3 separate regions of the Mus musculus genome follow, and regions 1 and 2 are each linked to region 3. Evidence: chromatin contacts called from public Hi-C and HiChIP or PLAC-seq data. All regions are on one chromosome and are shown on one strand. The core of a region is the stretch at or near the end of the contact, and the rest is flanking DNA. Distances in the headings are between cores, read along the strand shown.

What was found. Hi-C and Micro-C count contacts between places; a contact is called where the count stands out from the background. HiChIP or PLAC-seq counts read pairs in DNA pulled down with a chosen protein or histone mark.
Region 1: a contact with region 3 is called in an H3K27ac HiChIP or PLAC-seq map of embryonic fibroblasts, with 18 read pairs. The contact joins two enhancer-like sites. A contact is called at or near these places in 1 of 15 datasets of contacts at CTCF or cohesin (the NIH/3T3 cell line), 4 of 484 Hi-C or Micro-C datasets (embryonic fibroblasts, group 2 innate lymphoid cells, muscle stem cells and 1 more) and 2 of 115 datasets of contacts at active chromatin or transcription factors (bone marrow-derived dendritic cells and embryonic fibroblasts).
Region 2: a Hi-C map of pancreatic cancer cells shows a contact between it and region 3, with 9 times the contacts expected there. The contact joins two enhancer-like sites. A contact is called at or near these places in 6 of 39 promoter capture datasets (the 3T3-L1 cell line, the C10 cell line, HPC-7-derived erythroid cells and 3 more), 8 of 15 datasets of contacts at CTCF or cohesin (the NIH/3T3 cell line, embryonic stem cells, large pre-B cells and 3 more), 301 of 484 Hi-C or Micro-C datasets (the 3T3-L1 cell line, 3T3-L1-derived adipocytes, the 4T1 cell line and 150 more), 44 of 115 datasets of contacts at active chromatin or transcription factors (the HPC-7 cell line, the NIH/3T3 cell line, PVALB interneurons and 34 more) and 8 of 9 other capture datasets (adipose tissue, bone marrow-derived macrophages, embryonic stem cells and 5 more).

The regions. Positions count from the first base shown.
Region 1 is chr6:17,245,786-17,249,732 of GRCm38.p6, forward strand. No RefSeq gene overlaps it. Among named protein-coding and RNA genes, the nearest start is that of Cav2, 33 kb to the right of the region's middle. Within about 2 kb of position 1,411, at least 36 of the 459 cell types and tissues checked have an H3K27ac peak or open chromatin away from gene starts, as enhancers often do. A contact at or near this core is called in the NIH/3T3 cell line, embryonic fibroblasts and pancreatic cancer cells, where this site is marked.
Region 2 is chr6:17,357,848-17,362,036 of GRCm38.p6, forward strand. No RefSeq gene overlaps it. Among named protein-coding and RNA genes, the nearest start is that of Gm46953, 22 kb to the right of the region's middle. Within about 2 kb of position 1,579, at least 10 of the 459 cell types and tissues checked have an H3K27ac peak or open chromatin away from gene starts, as enhancers often do. A contact at or near this core is called in 3T3-L1-derived adipocytes, adipose tissue, a colorectal cancer cell line and 1 more, where this site is marked.
Region 3 is chr6:17,106,840-17,111,038 of GRCm38.p6, forward strand. All of the region lies in intron 1 of Gm4876 (predicted gene 4876), which reads right to left. Among named protein-coding and RNA genes, the nearest start is that of Gm15473, 43 kb to the left of the region's middle. Within about 2 kb of position 2,587, at least 85 of the 459 cell types and tissues checked have an H3K27ac peak or open chromatin away from gene starts, as enhancers often do. A contact at or near this core is called in 3T3-L1-derived adipocytes, the NIH/3T3 cell line, adipose tissue and 3 more, where this site is marked.

The DNA of each region.
Region 1 (3,947 bases), core at 161-2,660, 140 kb after region 3:
CCCCACCTATTTCCTCCTGTTCCAATCCGCACCCTCCCTCAATCCACCTGCGCAAAATCTATTCAATTTTCCCTCCCTAGGGAAATTCATATTTCCTCTTTGAGTCCTTGTTACTTATCCTCTCAGAGTCTGTAGATTGCAGCGTGAATTTCCTTTGCTCTACAGCCGATATTCACCCATAAGTGAGTACATACCATGTGTGTCTATCTGGGTCAAGATAAACATGGTATTTCTGGGTCTTTTTTAATGTTTCCATTCACATTTAAGAAAGTATGTGTACACCCATAATGCCATACTTGGCTTTGTTGAGAAAAATGGGCTTTATAGATGCACCCTTCTTATTGCTCAGAACTGAAGGAGGTTTAGGCAGCCAATCTAATCTCATCTATCTCCCGAAAGGACTATGGAGCCTATGCTGGTGATATGACCAAAGCACATTTAGAGTGGTAAGAAAAGGCTGATTATTTGAAAGGTCAAGAAACAGTGTGAAGAAAGAGCATAAAGGAGAAACTAGGATTGGAAGATTAAATGGGGATGGAGATGGAATGGGAGGGTAATGGAGGTAATGTGAGGAAAGACAGCAAACACTAAAGACCTTTTCAAAAGCCATAAGGAAATCTACTGCCGCAGAAGCTTCCTAAAACATATATAGATCAAAGGACTATTTTAAGTGCACCTACCAAACAGTAGAGGAGACAATACCCCAGTTAGGCATCTTATGCTTCCAAGTAAACTGCCCCCTTACCAGGAATGGGTTACATCATGTTGAGTCATTGGCCAAAGGAGTCCTATACACTCCCCCAACATTACAGACTATCGGATGTGAAGCCTCATTGCTAAAGACATCACTTATGTATGGCGTTAAACATGAAGAAATTGAGCTGATGCCCAACTAGAAACCTCACATTTACTGACTAGCATCCATGGCGCTGAAAGGCACTATGTAAGCTACTGGAGGAGGAAAGTAAGCATCACAATCACCCAGCTAAGAGCCCTGGGACCTACAATAATGACCTGCCTACGAGGCACAATGTGCAATCCTGGCGCAAATGTTATGGGAGCAACCAATGACATTCGGTTAGATTTAAAACCTGTTCCACAAGATGGCACCTATCCTTGATACTGCTCATGACCAAGACAATACAGGTTTTAGGCCCCAGAAGGAAGCCTACCCCTAATATTGTGCCAAATGACTACAACAAGAAAACAACTAATAGTATTGCTCAACCCATAGCCCAGTGCATTGTTCAACTCTTATCAGAGAAGCTTCTTGCAGCGCATGATAATTCATACAGAGATCCATAATTGAGCAATGCTCAGAATGAGAGATTTGGGGTTTTATAACACTCCTCCACAGAAGATGTGAAAAGATTGTAGGAGTCGAATGTGGTGGATGACTCCAAAGAAAGAGCATTTTTCAGACACCAGGGTGCTGATTCATATATGAACTCACTGAACATGTGACACTATCCACAAAGCCTATAGAAATTCAAGCCAAACAAATCACAGAATTGAGAAATGGAATTGGGTTTAGAGTTCCATTCTTAGCCAAGGAGCTATTTGCCACACAATCAATAGCTGTGGGGAGAGGGGGAAAAATCAGTTTTCTCAAATGGAGTAACAGTGGTTGTATCAACCACAGTCCAGAGCAAGCCCCATCCTTGTAGTTGGCCAACACAAAAATTTTTTCCATGATATTTCTGTGAGCTTTCTGTTGTTTTTATTTGGTTTGGTAATTTTTTATGTTTGTTTGCATTGACTTTGGGTGTTTTTCATTATTTATTTTAAAAAAAGAAAAAGCATGAAGTTCTGTGCGTGTGGAGGTAGGAAGGACCTGGGAGAAGTTAGGGAGGAAAAATATCAAGTATATTACATGGAAAAATTAAAACCAATATTATTTTTTAAAAAAATATACACACACACACATACACATATCTCCTTTGTAGGTTTGTGAGTAGAATAGTCCACTATGTTTTTTTTTTTTTCTCACAAAATAACACTCTTCTAGTTCTTTTTTAAGACAAGCTATGGAAAAGAGAAGGAAACAGTGTGAAGCAATGCAAGAAAGTGAGATAAAAAGTAGAGCCCTGTACAAACCGGAAATGAACACACGCACTAAGTGGTGAACACTTTGTGGAAGAAGATGCAATTATCTAAGAGATTTTTCTACGTAGAGAGGACCTTAGTTAGTGGGTGTGCATGCTTCTTACTGTAAGACACCTTTAAACAAAAGTCTTACTTTTATGAAGTCTAAACTGGAGTGGGGACAGAGTACAAAGCTATGGTCCCCGAGCAGTCCAGGAAAGAGGTGTGGGCCACAGTGAGGAAGGTGTTCTGTTTATTCGGAAGCTGGAAATTTGAAAGGAAGTTTGGAATCTGACAGAGGTGAAAGAAGAATGGAATAAAAATATTTTCCCACAAACACTCCTAAGTCTGGAATTTATGTGACTAACTCATGATACATAACTGAAGTTTGAGATGAGTGTAAAAAAAAATCATGAGTAATGTTTCTGATCCTTTTTTTTTCTTCTGTGTTTCTGTTCATGAAACTGTAATCGTCCCCCTCCCCCCCCCCCAGGGAGGGTTACAGAATTTGGAAAGCTTCCCACCCAGAATACAAAACATTCTCTCCTATGCTAATTATCCCACAATTAATGCCTGGCTGCTCTCCTCACTTATTGTAAGACTGTGAAAAAGACACCCAACATTTCTGTCTCTCTTTCCCAGCTATATAATGAGGATCCCATTAGCACCAATAAGTCATTATAGGCACTAAATGAGGCTGGGTACATAAAGGGCTTTAGCATGAGCCTAGAATATATTATTTCACTGTGAGTGGAATTTACATTAAACCCATAACTGATTTTTATTCTTTTTTTCTTTTTAAATCTCAGACCCCTGTACTAGGTCCTAGTACCTAATCTTTATATTTCTGTTCTAATATCATCTTCCTTCCTTGTTTAAAACACCACCCACAATTGGTCCTGAACCTGCCTTACAGTTGGCTATCTAATTTAAATGGAATGGCTTCTTGCTAAAAATGTATCAATTTGGGTGTGAATTTCCCCCAATACAATGAAGTAAGCAATTTCTTTCTATTCAGACATATTAGAAAAGATAAAACCACCTCCAGGGGAGCGGAACATAAAGCAACCTTCCATTCTTGCATTATGAGTTGATTTCTCTTGTCAGGAAGCTGGTACTAGATCATATATACCCAGGGGCAAAGCTGGAAGAGGGTGCTTGGTATAGAAACAAAATCATAGGCCACCAAGAATGCCAGGTTTGAGGAGCAAGACATACAAAGAGTAGACTAGTTGCTTCCAAACTCAATTTGACAGACTTGCTGATAGTCAGTCTCATTGAGACTAAAGCGTGAAGAATATGCACGTAAATAATTTTGTCATACACACAGTTTTATGTGGTAATAATAACACATGCATTTCATGCTATGGATCACTTAGACACATTCCAGGAAGGCGTCCTTGCACTCAGATGATTTGATTTCTGTCTCAGTAATCATAGTTACACATGTAAATGTGTAATGTGTAAAAAAAAAAAATTAAGTGTGTAAGAAATCAGTTCATCACAGCAAAAAAAAAAAACAACAACAACAACAAAAACAAAAAACAAAAAACAAAAACAAAACAAAACAAAACAAAAACCCAAAAAACAAAAAACAAAAAACCCAAAACACCAAAAAACAAAAACGAAAACAAAACAAAAACCCCACACACAACAAAAAAACAAACATGTTGAAGACCATGTGCCTAAATGAAAAGATGCTGTGTCTTTGAAGAATGACACTGAAAACAAGAAGACTCAACTTCAGCATTGTGGCAGTGAACTAACTCATGAGGAACTTTCCCCAATGATGCTGAGTAATCCAAATTTTAGAAAGGCAGTAAAGGGGATTAGGACTGCCTTCTTATAACATCCTATTATTT
Region 2 (4,189 bases), core at 329-2,828, 250 kb after region 3:
TTGTGAAAAGTGCAACCGCAAAGAGCATTCATAATTGGTAGCAGTGTGTGTGAGAGACATATGCTCAGTTAATCTTCTCCCAAGCTGGCCTCGAACTGGAATGCTGGGATTAAAGACATCAGCTGCTTCCCCCCAGTCCAGTACGAGCTTTGCTACCTGTAGTGGCTATTCCTGGTTGTCAACTTGACTATATCTGGAATGAACTACAATCTAGAATTGGAGGATCACCAGTGATCCTAATCTGGAGGCTGGGAGAAGTTTCTGACCTGGATATTGGAATGGAGATCTTAAGGCATACTGGCTATGAATTCCAGAAGATTAAGACAGGGAGATCTCTAGGTTCAAGGTCTTCTGGGATTAAAGGCGTGATGGCACACACCTTTAATCTGGGTTACACCTTCTGCTGGAGACCTACATAAGGACATTGGAAGAAGAAAGATACACTCTATCTTCTTTGCCTGCTTGCCTTATAGAACTGAGCAACTACTAGATCCTTGGGCTTCCATTCACACCTGCTGCTGACCATTGTTGAGGAGTTGGACTACAGACTGTAAGTCATTAATAAATTCCCTTACTATATAGAGGCTACCCATAAGTTCTGTGACTCTAGAGAACCCTAACTAATACACTACCCAAAGGCACATGCTTCAACAGTAAGTGGTATTGCTTGGTTCCTCCTTACTCCTTCATCAAAAATGAGTTCTTCTTTTATACAACTGTATAAAATCTTGGAGAAACACAAGACTACCATGAGGGTGAAAATCTTAAACCCGCCTCTTCCTTAGGGCAAACATCTATCCTCTGTCTCAATCTTTTTACATATTCCTCTTTCTCTGTGTGTCTCTGTGTCTCCTTTTCTTTGACTCTTTCCCTCCCTTCCTTCTTCTCTTCCTCTCCCTCTTCTCTTTCCTTTCCCAGATCATTCTAAATGCCCCTTTAAGAGCCACCTCTTAGTATTTCATAGTAATAACTTTTTGGCTCCCAGTTTTAGAGATTTTGGTTCGTGATCAGATGACCCATGGCTTTGGACTAGTGACAGCACGCAGTGACAGAAATGCAAAATAGAGCAAAAGCACTCACACAGCAGCCAGAAATGGATATCAAAGGAGCTGTGATCCCACAATCCCCTTCAAAAGCACTCTTGGTGTTCTGAAAGGCTCCTGCTACACTCTTCCTCCTAACAGGACCAAGCTAAGACCCAAGTCTGTAACTTGAACCTTTGGGGTCATACTTCACATCTGCCCCTAAGTTGTGCTTTCAATGTAAAAGAAAATCTTCCAGGAGAGCAAAGCACCATCTAGCATGTCCGAGTCACATTTAAAGGCAGCATCTTGGCTGCCAATCATGCCCTAACAAATAAAATTTACAACACAAACAAATAAACAAAAAAACAGTTTTTGTTGCTCTTACTATTCTAAGATCTTAAGTATTTTAAGTAAATTATTTCATTTGCTTTATTGTGCCAAAATCTTTTTCAAAAACAATAAAAAAGAACAATTGCATGTTTCCTTCTATGATGAAGGCTGGATTCTACACGGAAGATGGTCAATGAAAACCAGTGCGTAGACTGCCATCTACTGGACAACCAGAAAACGAACTGCTGAGGAGACCTAGCAAGTCTTCCACAAACAGGAATCATGCTGCAAATGTAGCTACCTCAGTTTCCCCGACCTCAGTTTCCACTCCTTCCAGTTTCCCGTCCCTAACTCCCCTCTCACCCAGATCCACTCCTCCTCCATTTTTCTTCAGGAAAGAATAGGCCTCCCAGGGATCTCAACTAAACATGGCATAACAAGTTACAATAAGACTAAGCAAATATCCTCACATCAAGGCTGGACAGGGCAGCCCAGCAAGAAGAAAGGGTCGCAAAGGCAGGCAAAAGAGTCAGAGACAGCCACTGCTCTCACTGCTAGGAATCCACGAGAGGCCAAGATACCATAATGTGTTTGTGGAGGGCCTAGTTAGACCTACACAGGCTCCCTGATTGTTAATCCAGTCTGTCAGGCCCTATGAGCCCAGGTTAGTTGACTCTGTAAGTTTTCTTGTGGAGCCCTTGACCTCTCTGTCTCCTACCATCCTTCCTCCTCCTCTGCAGGATTCCGTAAGCCCTGCCTAATGTTTGGCTGTGTGTCTCTGCATCTGTTTCCATCAGGTGCTCGATGAAGCCTCTCTGATGGCAATTATGCTAGGCTCCATTCTACAAGCATATCAGAATATCATTTGGAACCATTTTGTTTGGTTGATTGGTTGGTTTGGTTAAAGAGAATTTTTTTTTGTTGTTGTTGTTGCTTTGGTTTGGTTGTTGTTTGTTTCCTGTGTGTTCTGTTTGGTTCTATCCTAGACCTCTGGGCTATCCACCCTCTGTGTCCTGACCCTCCAGGCAATGTCAGGGGTGGGCTCCCTCTGGTAGGATTGGGTCTCAAGCTGGACTAGTCATTGGTTGGCCACTCCTACAGTTTCTGAGATACCTTTATCCCACGTAGATAAATTGTAGGTTGAAGGTTTTGTGGCTGAGTTGGTGGAAGTCTTGCCTGATTACAGGAGATAGCTGGTTCAGGCTCTGCATCCCTCATTATTGGGAGTCTTAGCTAGGGTCACCCTCATAGACTCTTGGGAGTTTCCATTGCACTATGTTTCTAGTTAATCCCCAAGATATCCCCAACTTTAGTTGTCTTTCCTGGTATTATCTCCCTGCCAGGACTACTCCCACCTGATCCCTCCTGTTCCAGTCCCAACCTAAGAAAGGCAGCAATCTGAATAAATCAGCGAACACATAGGAACCTGTAAGCACAACCATGTTCTGGTTTTTGAAACGGTTATGTTTAAAGGAGTGTGCATTTCCATTTACAATGTTCATACTTGCTGACTACAGAGCCACTGGAGCTATACAAATGAAATGATCTTCAAATTGTGGTTCCTGGATAGACCCAGGGAGCAGAGACAACCTATAACTTCATGTGATAGAGGAAAAATGTATATGAGAATGTTCCCTTTCCCCAACATAGCAACAGAATATGGCATTCACTGTAACCACATATTATGAATGTATACTGTACAAACCTTGTTAAAACTATACACAGAAAATGGAACTCTACTTTCTAAGGACTTCAGCTCACTCATACACCAAATTTCTGGGTTTTTTTTTCATTTTTTTATTAGATATTTTCTTCATTTACATTTTAAATGCTGTCCCGAAAATCCCCTATACCTTCCCGCCGCCCCCCCCCCCCGTATACACCGAATTTCTAATGAAAAGCTTATCTTCATTTCAGAAAAATACTGCAGGGCTTTGCAATGCCTTGTGGTCACTATTAAAATTATTATTTAAAGGAATATTCTCAAAATCATCACAAGTTGATCTTTCCAACCACTGTTGCTCTAGATACAGAGGACAATCTTTTGAATGGAAAGAAGGTCACACAGAGTTCATCCCAAAGTGTATAAAGTGACCAGCCAGGAATATTTGACATGTACATATAGACCTTGCATTCTTTGAGAGGTTTACAATAATTATAATAAGGTGAAAGTTTGGAGTTGAGTAGTCTTAGCTGTAGAAATGATAACATTAATTACATATATTATAACTAGACTTCTTAAATCACCCTTGCTTATTTTTATATAAATATTGCTGTGTATAAGCATCTTGCTAAGAGAAACACTTTCAACACCCTTGTAAAAAATCACTCCCAGTAACCTTGAATCTTAAATGACTCTGTGTGTGTGTGTGCGTGAGTGTGTGTGTGTGTGTGTGTGTGTGAGAGAGAGAGAGAGAGAGAGAGAGAGAGAGAATGTTTGTATATGTGTTCATGTGCTGAAATGATATACACAGAATAAATTATGTCTAGTGATAAATAATAAAGAATAAATAAAATAAAGCTTCTGTTCAGAATCATTTGGTGTTTTATATAGAGAGAGACTTTTACAAATTTTCATCCATGTATATTCATTGTATACAGTGTTGGGTTTATCTCAAGTACATCTTGTTCTTTGATCAGATAAAAAGTCTGGATTTTAAGAGTGCTTGATAAAATGTAATGAAACTATCTAGGCATTTTTATCTTCTACAGACTACATAGCAAATAAGAACTAATATAAATCTATACTCTGTAGCATAACAAAAAGAAAGTAATATGGTTGTATACCTTTTCATAGATGATAACCTCTTAAAAATCTGATGTCTTCAATGCAG
Region 3 (4,199 bases), core at 1,337-3,836:
CAGAACGGTGTGAAAGTTGTCATCCAATTCAGCATACAATGCCCTGGTGAAATACACCACTTTACTCTTATCTTTGCCTTGGTTTGCCTTAAATAGTAGAGATATTTTCCAGTCCATTTTGACTATAATGTTTAATGCCCCCCCCCCCCATTGGCAAAGTGAGGCTAAAGCAGAATAGACTCTTCCCAAGTCCTCCGGCTGGCTGTCCCAATGCCTCTGACTGAGACAGAATGAGGGTGACACTAAGTGTCATTCACTAAGAATAATTACATGTATCTATCATGGAACAAATGAAATGTGGGGATGGTGTAGATCCACCAGGCCTGGATCTCCCCTCAGTAGTTAGTTTGCCCTTGCAGTATAAGATTGTGGCCTCCTTGTCTAAGAGGTGCTCAAGATACCTGGACATGTTTGTTGTTAGTTGATGCCCATGTTTGCTTCTGTTGCTATGATAAACACCATTACCATAAACAGTTTCAGAGGGCATTTGGCTTACAGATTAGAATCCCTTATTGAGGGAAACTCAGAAAGGATCCTAGAGCCAGAAACTGAAACAGACTTTGGAGAAATGTTTCTACCATCTTGTTCCTTTTGCCTTTCTTACACAACTCAGGCACATTTGCCTAGGAATGATACCGCCCACAGTGGGCTGGGCCCGCCTTCATCCATTAGCAATAAAAGAAAATGCCTCATACACACATCTCTTTTCAAGAGTCTACAACACTGGTTCTCAACCTGTGTGTTGCGGCCCTTTCACTGGGGTCTCAAGGCCATCTGAAAACAGGTAATTACTTTACCATTTGTAGGAGCAATGAAAATACTCCTATGGCTGGGGCTTAAGCACAACCTGAGGAACTGTACTAAAAGGTCACAGGCTTAGGAAGGCTGAGGACTACTAACTACTGTGGAAGCAATAAGCAAATGCTAGAAGAGGCAACTGACCAGTGAAGCAACAGAGCGATCTTCCCAGGCTGGGGGGAGGGGGGGATAGAACCCTGACTGAGCTCCCTTACTACAAAATCCAACACTAAGCAATTCCCTGGAAGTTGAAAATGGAAGTTTTAAATCTAGATTTGTGTGTTTCTTTTACTAAATGTGAACCATGTAGAACATTTTTTTTAAATTCTAATTACCTGGTATTGATAGATTAATATTCTTTTTCTCATTAAAAAATCATTCTAGGTCAGTTCTCAGAAGCAGATCTTACAGGGTTTTTGGTTTTGTTTTGTTTTTTTTTTTGTTTGTTTGTTTTTTTATGCCTGGTACGGCATGAATTTGACAACCACATCATTACAGTTCACAGTAGCAAAAGGCTCACTAAGAGAGAGTGTAGAACAATTGCTGGTACTTAGGCAATACCAGAGGTGTCCTCTTTCTCCACAAAAGCCATCATCTTGGATATTAAAAGACATGACAGTGATCTCTGCTTTTCCTGTCCTCCAAACAGCAGTGGGAACTCAAGAGCAGTGGGTTCAGTGAGGAAGGAGAAGGGGGAAATGTCTTGGGGTCCAGGAAATTCAAAGGAAGATGCAGACTCAGCATCAGCTTCTACACAGTGGTCCATGAGAGATGCTTCATACCCTCCCTGGATGCTCATTGATTGTGAACTACTTCAGGGAGGCTGCACGTACACTGTTCATCTCTAAATAGAACAATCTTGGATACAAATAGGATTTGAGAAAGTGATGTTTTGCATATATATATAAATATGTATATATATATATATATATATATATATATATATATATATATATATATGTAATTTCCACTGATGGAATCCCAGTCGCTCAGGTGTCCTGTTGGCCTTCACATTTGGGACATTTTTAACAATTTTTTTTGTTTTTAACTTCTTATTGTATATGAATTATACACCATGCACCCCCAATCCCACTCATCTCGTCACCCCTTTACAGCATCTATATCTCAAGTCCTGGGGTATCTTCTCCATCCTTGCAACCTCCCCTCAAAAAATAGAAATAAAAATAAAAAAATTAAAACCTCAAAATCAAAACAAAACAAAACAAACAACAACAAAAATCTCACTGTGGAAGCTGCAGTGTGTCACAATGTGTCACACGGGTATTCCTTTGGCCAAACCTCTTTACTTCCAAATGTTCATTGCAATGAGTCTGGTTTGAGGCCTCTGGCTTCTGCTATACTATCAATACTGGAATCTCACTGGGGTTTCTCTCAGATATCCTGTTGTCGGTCTGTGTCGTGGAAACTCTGCAGCTTTGGATCTGCAGGACTGGCCCCTTCACACACTCCAGCATTTCACAGATGGGGCAGATGTTGGGGTGAGCATATTCAAAGCCCTGGATCTGGGCCTGGGTTGGAGTTGCTGAACCCATCAGCTTTCCTGTACCCAAGCCACCAGGCTAGGTCTACTGTGCTGCCCAGGTGAAGCGCGGGGGCTTTCTGCTTATTTTAAACAAGATATTACAGATTGTCTCTTTTTAATAAGTCCTGACCATACTGCAGTGTCTGGTCTTTAAGCATAGATTTCCAAATTGACTCAAGTGTTTCAGACGAGTTTCACCATAGGCAAGAGAGTCAGGGTTGAGTCATTCTTAAGCAATTTGTAACACGTAGTGTTTAAGCTCTTCCAACTTTGCTATGGTAACCAAAGAGACACCACCACCCAAGAACAGTTTTAAGTTCTCATCTTAAAATGACCTGGCATATCTGAACTTGTCTTCTGAGTTTGTCTGTAACTCTTTAGAACACTTAAGACTGTCCCTGACTGCATAAAAAATGCCTTTCCTGACCCCTGGTAACTGTTCAATGTTAACTCTTGACTTTACTGAGTGCTTACCTGTGTGAAAAGGCCTGCTTCCTTGTGTTGTGTAGATAGAAGTTTTAGCACACAACCTGACAGGCATTGTGGTTTGATTAATAGGGTGTGTTGTTTTGGTTTTTCATATATTTACCGGTGCTTAAATAACTGTGGCTAATTATTCTGTCCTTTCATGGGAAGCAAGTCATCGTAGCTTCTATTTAATCTGATAATATATTTTGAAACAATCAAAACAAAATGCCATTAACCTTTATGGTTGTTTTGAATGGCATTTTAAATGACATTTATAAAGGCTGTTATTGATCTTTCTTCGATGTGCATTTCCACAGGATGTCTTGCCCTTCACCCAGTAACAAAAGCACCTTCTACCCAGTTACCATTGCTAGTCAACCGCTATTGCATGTAGACACGTTGGAGTCAATTCTCCATAAATAACATCTGACTGAGGACTGGGATACCATGGTAGAATTCAAAAGAAATCTGGGCTTAGGAGTCAAAACAGACACATGGGGAGATCCCATGGAATCTCCTCTCCAGTTACAGCTGGATAGGAAGGAAGGCAAGGGGACTGGATTTTAGGAAGATGGAAAAATCAGCACAAGTGTTGTATGAAAATCCATGTGTTTGTTGAGGTCATCACACAACAACAACAACAACAACAAAAGGGAAGAAAGCATGAGCCAGGGACTGACATTATCAAAGAACGTGGAGAAAATTTCTGAAGTTTAACAGAAAATGGAGACTCATATGTACTCAAAGATCCCACATCCTTGGATTATGTGGGGATATAATCACACACTCCAGCACTCTAGCCTGAAGTGCCCTTTTTCCCTCTCGCTGTACTATCGAATGCTCAAGTAGCTTTGTCTAATTAGTTTGCCCTTTCATTGGGAGCATGCCATTGGAGTCGCTAGTTAACACAATAATTAATTTTTAAACATTCACAACAAAAAATGGAATAGAATGATTGGAAAAGAAATAGGGGGTAAAGTCTAAGGCCGCTATATCATGCTTAAAGAAAACTGTGACTCTCAAAAATCAAAAGAAACTAGTACAAATAAGAGAGACTGCCTAAGGAAAGCAACTACCTACTTCTCAGGCACTGCAACCAACCTGCCTGGGAGGGGCACCAGAGACTTTGAGATAGATCTAGGAGTTCAATTCAGCCACGAAATGAAGAGGCGTTGGTTATAGGGGAGTCTCCAGTTCACAGCAGTTAAGATTTCTGAGTATAAAGAGGAATTCAGGAACAGAGGGGATCAGATGAGGAGACTAACGAAGCTGAATGGGTGTCTGGTTTCCAAATGAGCCTGACAAGTCTGGATGCCTGGGATAAAAGGGGCTGGCAGACCTGCTGAAGTTCAGCCCCAGTAGTTTCCTAGAAAAAGGTGAGCAATCAGGA